Linked DNA regions of Arachis hypogaea: region 2 is linked to region 1. The links are chromatin contacts, called in public Hi-C maps. All regions are on one chromosome and are shown on one strand. The core of a region is the stretch at or near the end of the contact, and the rest is flanking DNA. Distances in the headings are between cores, read along the strand shown.

Region 1 (3,725 bases), core at 889-3,388:
GGAGTTGGCTGTGGCATTTAAATCTTTTGGAGAAGATCAAATTCACTATGTGGCTTGGGCTTCATAACGTTCTCCCGACGGAAACTTTCCATTTCAGGAGGTATCTAGCTAGTTTAAATTTATGCCAGAGATGCAATGCTGCTCCAAAGATAGTCGAACATTATTTGCGGAATTATGTTAAATCCAAGAGTCTTTGTCAAATGTTAGACACTCGCTTTATTGACTTGTTTGAAGGCACTTCCATTGAGGCGTGAGAAAGGTCGTGCCTGGTAATAAAGTTCTTTTTGGGATCGAAGTGTGGTGGTTGTAGAGACACAGATGTAATGATGTTTTTAATATTGAGAATCATTGAATGAATCACAAGGTGGTTGCCCTCATTAGAAGCACTGTCATGGACCAGAGATTTTATATACACCGATATTTTTCATTCAGCACCTTCAAGGATCAATGGTATTGGAACCTCCTGTAGGTAACAACTTTAAAGTTAATTGTGACTGGTTTTGACTATATTATTAGAGATTCTAATAGGAGTTGGATCTCGGGCTGCTCCAATAGTTCTCTTCTCTGGTCTATCATCAGATGTGAGCTTTTTATAGTTTAGAGGAGATTTAGTTTAAAACTGCGGTTTAAAAAACATTGTGTGAAACGGATTGTTTAGACGTCTTACACCTTTTGCATAACTCTAGTGGTAGGTATATGTATGAAGTTGTTGATTTAGTTCACAAAATTTAAAAACTTTTGTCTAAATCTTGGTATGTTCAAGTTGATTCTAAAGCTAAAAAAACAAATAAAATGACGGACTGAATAACTAAATATTAAACAAGGAATAATCCTAATCATATGATTAGGTTAGAACGTAGTGTTATTTTTCAACAAGTTATGAGTTTTGATTTAGACTAAGTTTATTTTAGTTTTATCTTTTGTTTAGACATCAAAGAAATGGTTAAGGATTGAAAGAATATTTACTCTATATATGTAAATATAGGAAGACGATATTTGTGTATTTACTCTATTGGAAAATAATTAATTAATTTATTTCATTACAAAAAAATGTTTTTTAAATGTTAAATCCAATCTTGCTCAACCCATTTGATGTTATTATCTTTTATAAATTTGCTACGGAATCAATAAGGAATCTTGATAATATGTACAATGGATTGGTTATTTAGTCAAATAAAAATAAATAATAAATTTAAAAACTTTCATTCAATTATTTTATATTAAATTTTAAATTTTAAATTTTTTAATTTTAAATTTTAAATTTTTAAAAAATTCAATTAGTTATTTTAAAAAAATAACCATCTAAAATCCTAATTTACTAAAGTATTTTACTCAAATACTCTCTTCTTTTTCAACCGGTGGCCACCCAACCTTCATCAATAATCATCCCATTTCACTGTCGTTACTTGGCTTGCCACATGCCACTCACCCTTAGTAAAAATAATCATCCACTTAAGGATATAATCATCCGCATACCTAATGAATTGAACATCTAACATATATTTTTTTGTGACTGAACATCTAACATATTTTAATTATATATAATTAAACCCAATCCAATCAAAATAATCATCTATATAAAAATTAAAATAACTATCAACATACCTACTAAATGACCATTCTAAATTGACCATTAAAATAGAAGAAGAAGAAACATAGTTTTGAAGGACTAGGCATGACGAAAGCGGCACTGTTGTGAAGCATAGGGCCCAAATCTGAAAGAAGCTAACCATGCTTGGATCTGAAGAAAAAGAGCATGGTAGTATCATCGGCGAGAAAAGGCTTGAAGGAATGGGGGAAAGCGAAGCCGGTTCGGAAGAGAGGCACGCGAAAAAGCGGCAGCGTTAGGCTGAGCGTCGGAGGGCGAGGCGCATCGGGCTGACCGATGAAGGTGAGGAGGGTGTGATGCGGCGGCGTCGGCCGACGAGAAATTCAGTGATGAGTTTTGAACGTATATTGAAAGTTACGATAAGATTAAAAATATTCGTACATAGTGTGAATGAATTTAAATACTAATCCTAATTTTTCAAATTTTAAAATTTAAAATTAAATAATTAATTAATCATCTAATTTTTTATTATAATTTTTTTTAATACATTGTACACATTATACACATGGTACACAACTAGTTTTAGTTCCCAATACTTTCTCTAATATAAAACATTGAACTGGTAACAAAGGACCCAACCCATACCATTTACAAAACCAAAAGCCCCATAACAATATTTTGTACACATTGCTTTATTACTGGTTCCAGGGTTGGGTCTTGTTCGTACTCGCACCGGCATCCCAAGCAATTTCTGGTTTTTCGATTCTGTACGAGGAGAGGATATGGTTAAGCCAAAACAACAGAGGAAGATATCCCACAAGAAACAACACCACCCGCAAGTAACCGCCATCACCTTCCTCAACTTCTATAAATTTTTTGATTCTTCGTTCTTCTTTCGTGCGTTTGCTGCATCAACCTTAACTACAAGTTATGCACATTAATCAATTTGTTTTTGGATTTTCTTTTTGTTAATTTATTATTATTATTATTATTATTATTATTATTTGTTTTCCTTATTCGTTTTGGGTTTAGTTTAGCGGTGAGTTGCACTGTTGCTTAAAGTGACTAGCTTATGAAACTTGTGCTTCCTAGAGTGTGTGTAAGTGTACTGAATAATTTTTTAGATTTTAGAGTACTTGTAATCAGTGGTTATCTATGTTCTATTTTTTGTAATATAATTAGATAAGATTAGATGAAATTCACATAAAGATGCTGAGATGACATCTATATTCACTTATGATAGTTGGCCACTGATATAGGGGTGCATTTGTTTCTGATTTTCAAAATAGTGATTTTACAACTTGAATTTTTTTTAATAAATTTGTAAGAATGTTGAAAACTGATTTTAGTTAGAAGCTACCCTGTTTAGCTTTTACCAAAATCCAAAAAGAAGGAAAAAGCTCAAAAACTGATTTTTATTTTTTTTACATTCTGGTTATTTTCTAAATTTATACAAATATGTGAAAAAGTTTTGTCAGAGAAAGTTAAAACAAGCACATCCATAGTGTCAAGTTTGTATTTGTCAAGATGTGTCAAATCTTTCGGTGCTTAATGACTTTCGAAGGTTAAGCATACGATGTTATGATGAGAATGTTTGTGCGCGCGCGCATGGATGCTTTGTTCTTTTGATTAAGTAACCTCCTCAATTAACTTGTTTAAGTAAATAATCCAATTATGATTTCATAATGCTTCTAAGAATCAATGTGCTGCCATTTTTTTTTAACAGAATAAGAAGCCCGGGAAACCAGCTGATACTTCACAATTTCGGAGTCAGTTGGATGCACTGGGCCTGCGCATTGTTGACATAACAGCAGATGGTAATTGTTTCTTCAGGTCAGCCTTCTTAGTTGATTTTATCTGTGATTCTCTTATATTAAAGAAAAAGTTATTATTAGTTTTCTAATTTTGCGCATCATATGGTTTTAAGCACGTTATTGACTAAGGAATGTGAGCTTAATAGGATGAACTAATTAGATGTTAAAAATTATATAAGAGTATTTTAGTAAAAAATCTTTATAAATAAGCCTTGATTTTGAGTTTCTTTGCTCTTCTGCATATCTCTTAAAGTGAGAAATCAAATAAACTGGAGATGGTACTAGTACAGAAAATAATATAATACCACCCTCATTGTTCTTATGCTAAATCTGAGGTTAGGTTAAGCCTATGAGATTTTGGC
Region 2 (3,725 bases), core at 516-3,015, 590 kb after region 1:
GAATTTAATGATCAAATACTCTTTCTCTCTCCTCAACAAACACAACGACACAACTCCCCAAAACAAAAAGCTAAAGAACTTTTAATGAAGTAAGTTGAACTGGGGCCTCACTCAGCAACCTAACTCACCGAGTTATAACTCCTCAATAAGCTCAACCTGCTTCATTAAAAATAACTCTCCATAGGCCAAGCTTGGGGGCTGTGATATGGTCATAATAAATGAGATATAACTCGGTGAAATCCATTACGAACTCGCCGCTTTATAAGCTATAACTCGGCACAATCCGTTATAAGCTCGTCCATTCATGAGCCATAACTCGGCCAAAAGTGCTTCCATCGTAACCGATGATGTAACAGCAGACGAATGAATAGACGTTGTCCGCTCTTTTATAACCGACCTTAATATTAAAGAGCATAACGGACAAATAGCCAAGGATAAAAAGCGAGGTAAAGTATTCTTTTAGACTCATTGAAAAACGAGATATCATACTAACTTAAACTTCGGAGTGCCTTTGCAGGTACACTCCCCCTCCTCTTCATTGCTCATACTTTCGCATCTCAAGACAAAGGAAAGGATCGAACTCGAGAGATTGGGCGTTCAGCCTCTGAGGACATAACTCGGTTGACACTCTTATTTCGCAAGCAAGATCAGATCTGTATCATCAGAACACCACCAGCAACCATAACGGGAACCAAAACGCCACCACAAACAAAGGGAAAAAACCACATATGGGTTATACAAACATGAACACAGAGCTAAGTTCAGGTCCGAAGGAAATTATTTTAGATCTAGATCTGGATCTCAAATCTAGATCTCTAAAAGAAAAGCAGAAAACAGAAATTAAAGCAAGAAATAGGAAAGCAAAGACAAAAGAGAGGAGAAGTTAAAGAGGAGACGGAACAAAATGGGTGGAGGTGAATAAAAAACACAAACAAAGGAGAAGGAGAAAGGAAAAGGAAGAAGCGGAGGCAGAAGAGACAAAAAGGAAGAAAAGTTAAGAAGACAGGAGCAAAGAAGAAGAGGTAAAGGGAGATAGGAGCATCGGAGGGCCACCGCAGCCTAGATTGAGGCGGCGGCGGCGGCTCTCAAAGGAAGTTTTAGGGTTTACCTCAACGGGAGAGAGAGAGAGAATCAGCCAAAGTAGTGCGCCTTTTTTTAAAGAGAGAGTAATGTTGGAGTTAGAATAGGAGTAAAATTATAAAAAAATTGACTAATTGATGACAATAAAAAAAATTAACAATAAAAGTAAAATTAAAATTTATTACAAATGAAAAAGACAAAATTAAATTACATTAAACGTTAGGAGTATATTAAAAAATTTTAAAAAAAATATATATATATATATAATATATATATATATCGCATTTGAATTAACGCTAACGAATTTTTATTTTCTCACAAAAAATACTAACTGTTTTAAGGTGTACTTTAAATAGAAAGGAAAAAAATGGGTATGAAAACAAGAGTCTAGCCACCGTAAAGAATTTTAATATTTAAATTAATAAGAATTTTAGCAATATATAATGTAAGTTGGACAAAAATATTTAAAATATTTTTATATTTATAGAGTGAAATGATGAATCATCGGCAAAGTGCCAAAGTGAATCATTTTCTGATAATAGTGGGCGGTTATTTTTCCCACTATTTAGGAAGTTATGCGAGGTGGGATGGTAATTAATTGTGTGGTGATAACCGATGTAGTGAGTAAATCTTTTAACTAAGGGAAGTAAAGACCCCTTCGTTGGACCAGGTGGCATAAGAAAGTCCAGTTCAACTCATCTTTATTTGAGTGAGTTTGGGTTGAGCCCGTTAGGCCTGTGTCGGAATACTAACCTTATAGTATTTTTCCAAAATATATTTTTGACTTAAGATTGTTTTTGTGAATGTGTTATTATTACTCTAAAAAGAATTAAATGGTGGAGTACTTGGCATAAAATCCATCCGATAAAGACCAAAACTAGTATTCTAGCATTTATGTGGTCAAAAGCATATTTAAGGGACATTAAGAACTGCTAGCAAAATTGGACAATTTGTTATGATTTAATTGGAATTTAGACCATGCTAAACTCCTCAGTGTTCACCCCATATGATTATGTGAACTTTCTTTTAGAGAAATTCTGTGATGCTGATATACGGGAAAAAAAACATCAAATGCTGTCTGTACATGTCGACGTGGGAGGGAGACACGTTTATGATATGTGATGGTGATGCAGTGATTGTGATGTATCGATTTTCAATAGGTTGTTAAGAAAATTTAATTAGCCATCATTTTTTTTGGACTAGGTTAATTAGCCATAAATTAAAGGATGTTGTATTGGATGTTGGGCTCAAAACATAGGCTGTGGAACTGGGCAGAAAATTTTGGGCTCCTTTTTTTGTATGCTTTCGTAATACGCATTGTGAATGGAGAAAAAAGAGAATGTAGATAATCTATTATTGTTCAACTTTCTTTTGTGCAAAGCATTTGATTTCAATAAATTTGGATGGCTAGACCGAAATATAAACCATGTACATGACCAAAAAAAAAAAAAAGAAATATAAACCATGTCCAAATTATAAAGAAAAATAAATTTCTATTCACCTAATTAAAAATTATGTTCGTCAGGTACAATTTTTTTTGTCAATATTTTTACTTAGCTAAATTAAAATAAGAAATTAAATTATTAAAAAAAAATAAAATTTTTTTAAAATTATATCTTTCCTTTTTATTCCCATGAAACTATATAATGAACGAACTAATTAAGGAAACTTTTTAGGTGTAGCATTGTACTTTACTGGAGTTTTAGACTTTTACTCTTTTTCACCAATCAAATTTAATGTAAAATATATAAAGGGTTCAGATGGAAAAAAACATGTTTGTTATAGACATGAATCTAAAAAAGTGCACAAAAGAAATGCAACCGATTCTTTTGTTGTGGAGTGTTTAAACATTGAAGATGTCGATTTTGTCTAAGGGGTGAGCTGTCTATCTGTTGCAATGCAAAGCAATTCGGTCAAGAATGTCGCCAAATTAACACAAGTACAGCAGCACGAGCGAGAATGATGCACAAACCAACACAATAAGAGAGTCAGAGCAAGTCACAGTATATCGGACGAAGGGGATGAATCCGCCAAAGATTTTCGGATCTCCACATCAACAACACCAACCCAACTAAACATTACTTGAACTATGAGGCACACTGGCACGACGGATTATGTGCATCAACTTACCTCGAGGAGCTGAGGTGAAACTGTTGAAGCAACAGAATCACAAATAGTAGTCTCCAAAACAGGGTTCTAATAAAAAGGGATGGCACAACTTTGTCTTAGTTATGAGCCTTTCAGAAAAATATTGAAGGAATTGCAGACTTTATCAAATGATTAATTAGACCAAGTTAATTAAATTGGATTAGTCTATTAATTAATTTATCAGTGAATAAAATTAGAGTATTTTAATGGTGAAGACTAACATATAATATATAACTTGATAAGAGAAAAAAGAAATAAAATTAGAAGGATTAAACTATACAATAATCAATTTTTTATATATAAATTAAAGATGAGCAAGTTAGAAAGGTCATTATCTCCCTTCTCTAATACTAATTTTTATTTTTATCTATTAGTTCATTTAAATAAATATTAAAAATTTAAATTCTATTTTAAATTTTTATATTGTTAAGTGTTCTGACCCCTTTTTTTTTTCCCTTTTTTAGAATTATCAAAAAACTTAATCCTCAAATACAATA

The links. Hi-C and Micro-C count contacts between places; a contact is called where the count stands out from the background.
Region 2: a contact with region 1 is called in a Hi-C map of leaf, with 2.7 times the contacts expected there. The contact joins the enhancer-like site here to the promoter of LOC112720509 in region 1. A contact is called at or near these places in 2 of 8 Hi-C or Micro-C datasets (both in leaf).

The regions. Positions count from the first base shown.
Region 1 is chr11:20,004,850-20,008,574 of arahy.Tifrunner.gnm2.J5K5, forward strand. LOC112720509 (OVARIAN TUMOR DOMAIN-containing deubiquitinating enzyme 7) reads left to right here and starts at 2,139. Exons shown (of 12, transcript XM_072206580.1): 1 at 2,139-2,388; 2 at 3,276-3,382. The coding sequence starts at 2,332.
Region 2 is chr11:20,597,241-20,600,965 of arahy.Tifrunner.gnm2.J5K5, forward strand. No RefSeq gene overlaps it. Among protein-coding and RNA genes, the nearest start is that of LOC112721114, 9.1 kb to the left of the region's middle. Within about 2 kb of position 1,766, at least 3 of the 3 cell types and tissues checked have open chromatin away from gene starts, as enhancers often do.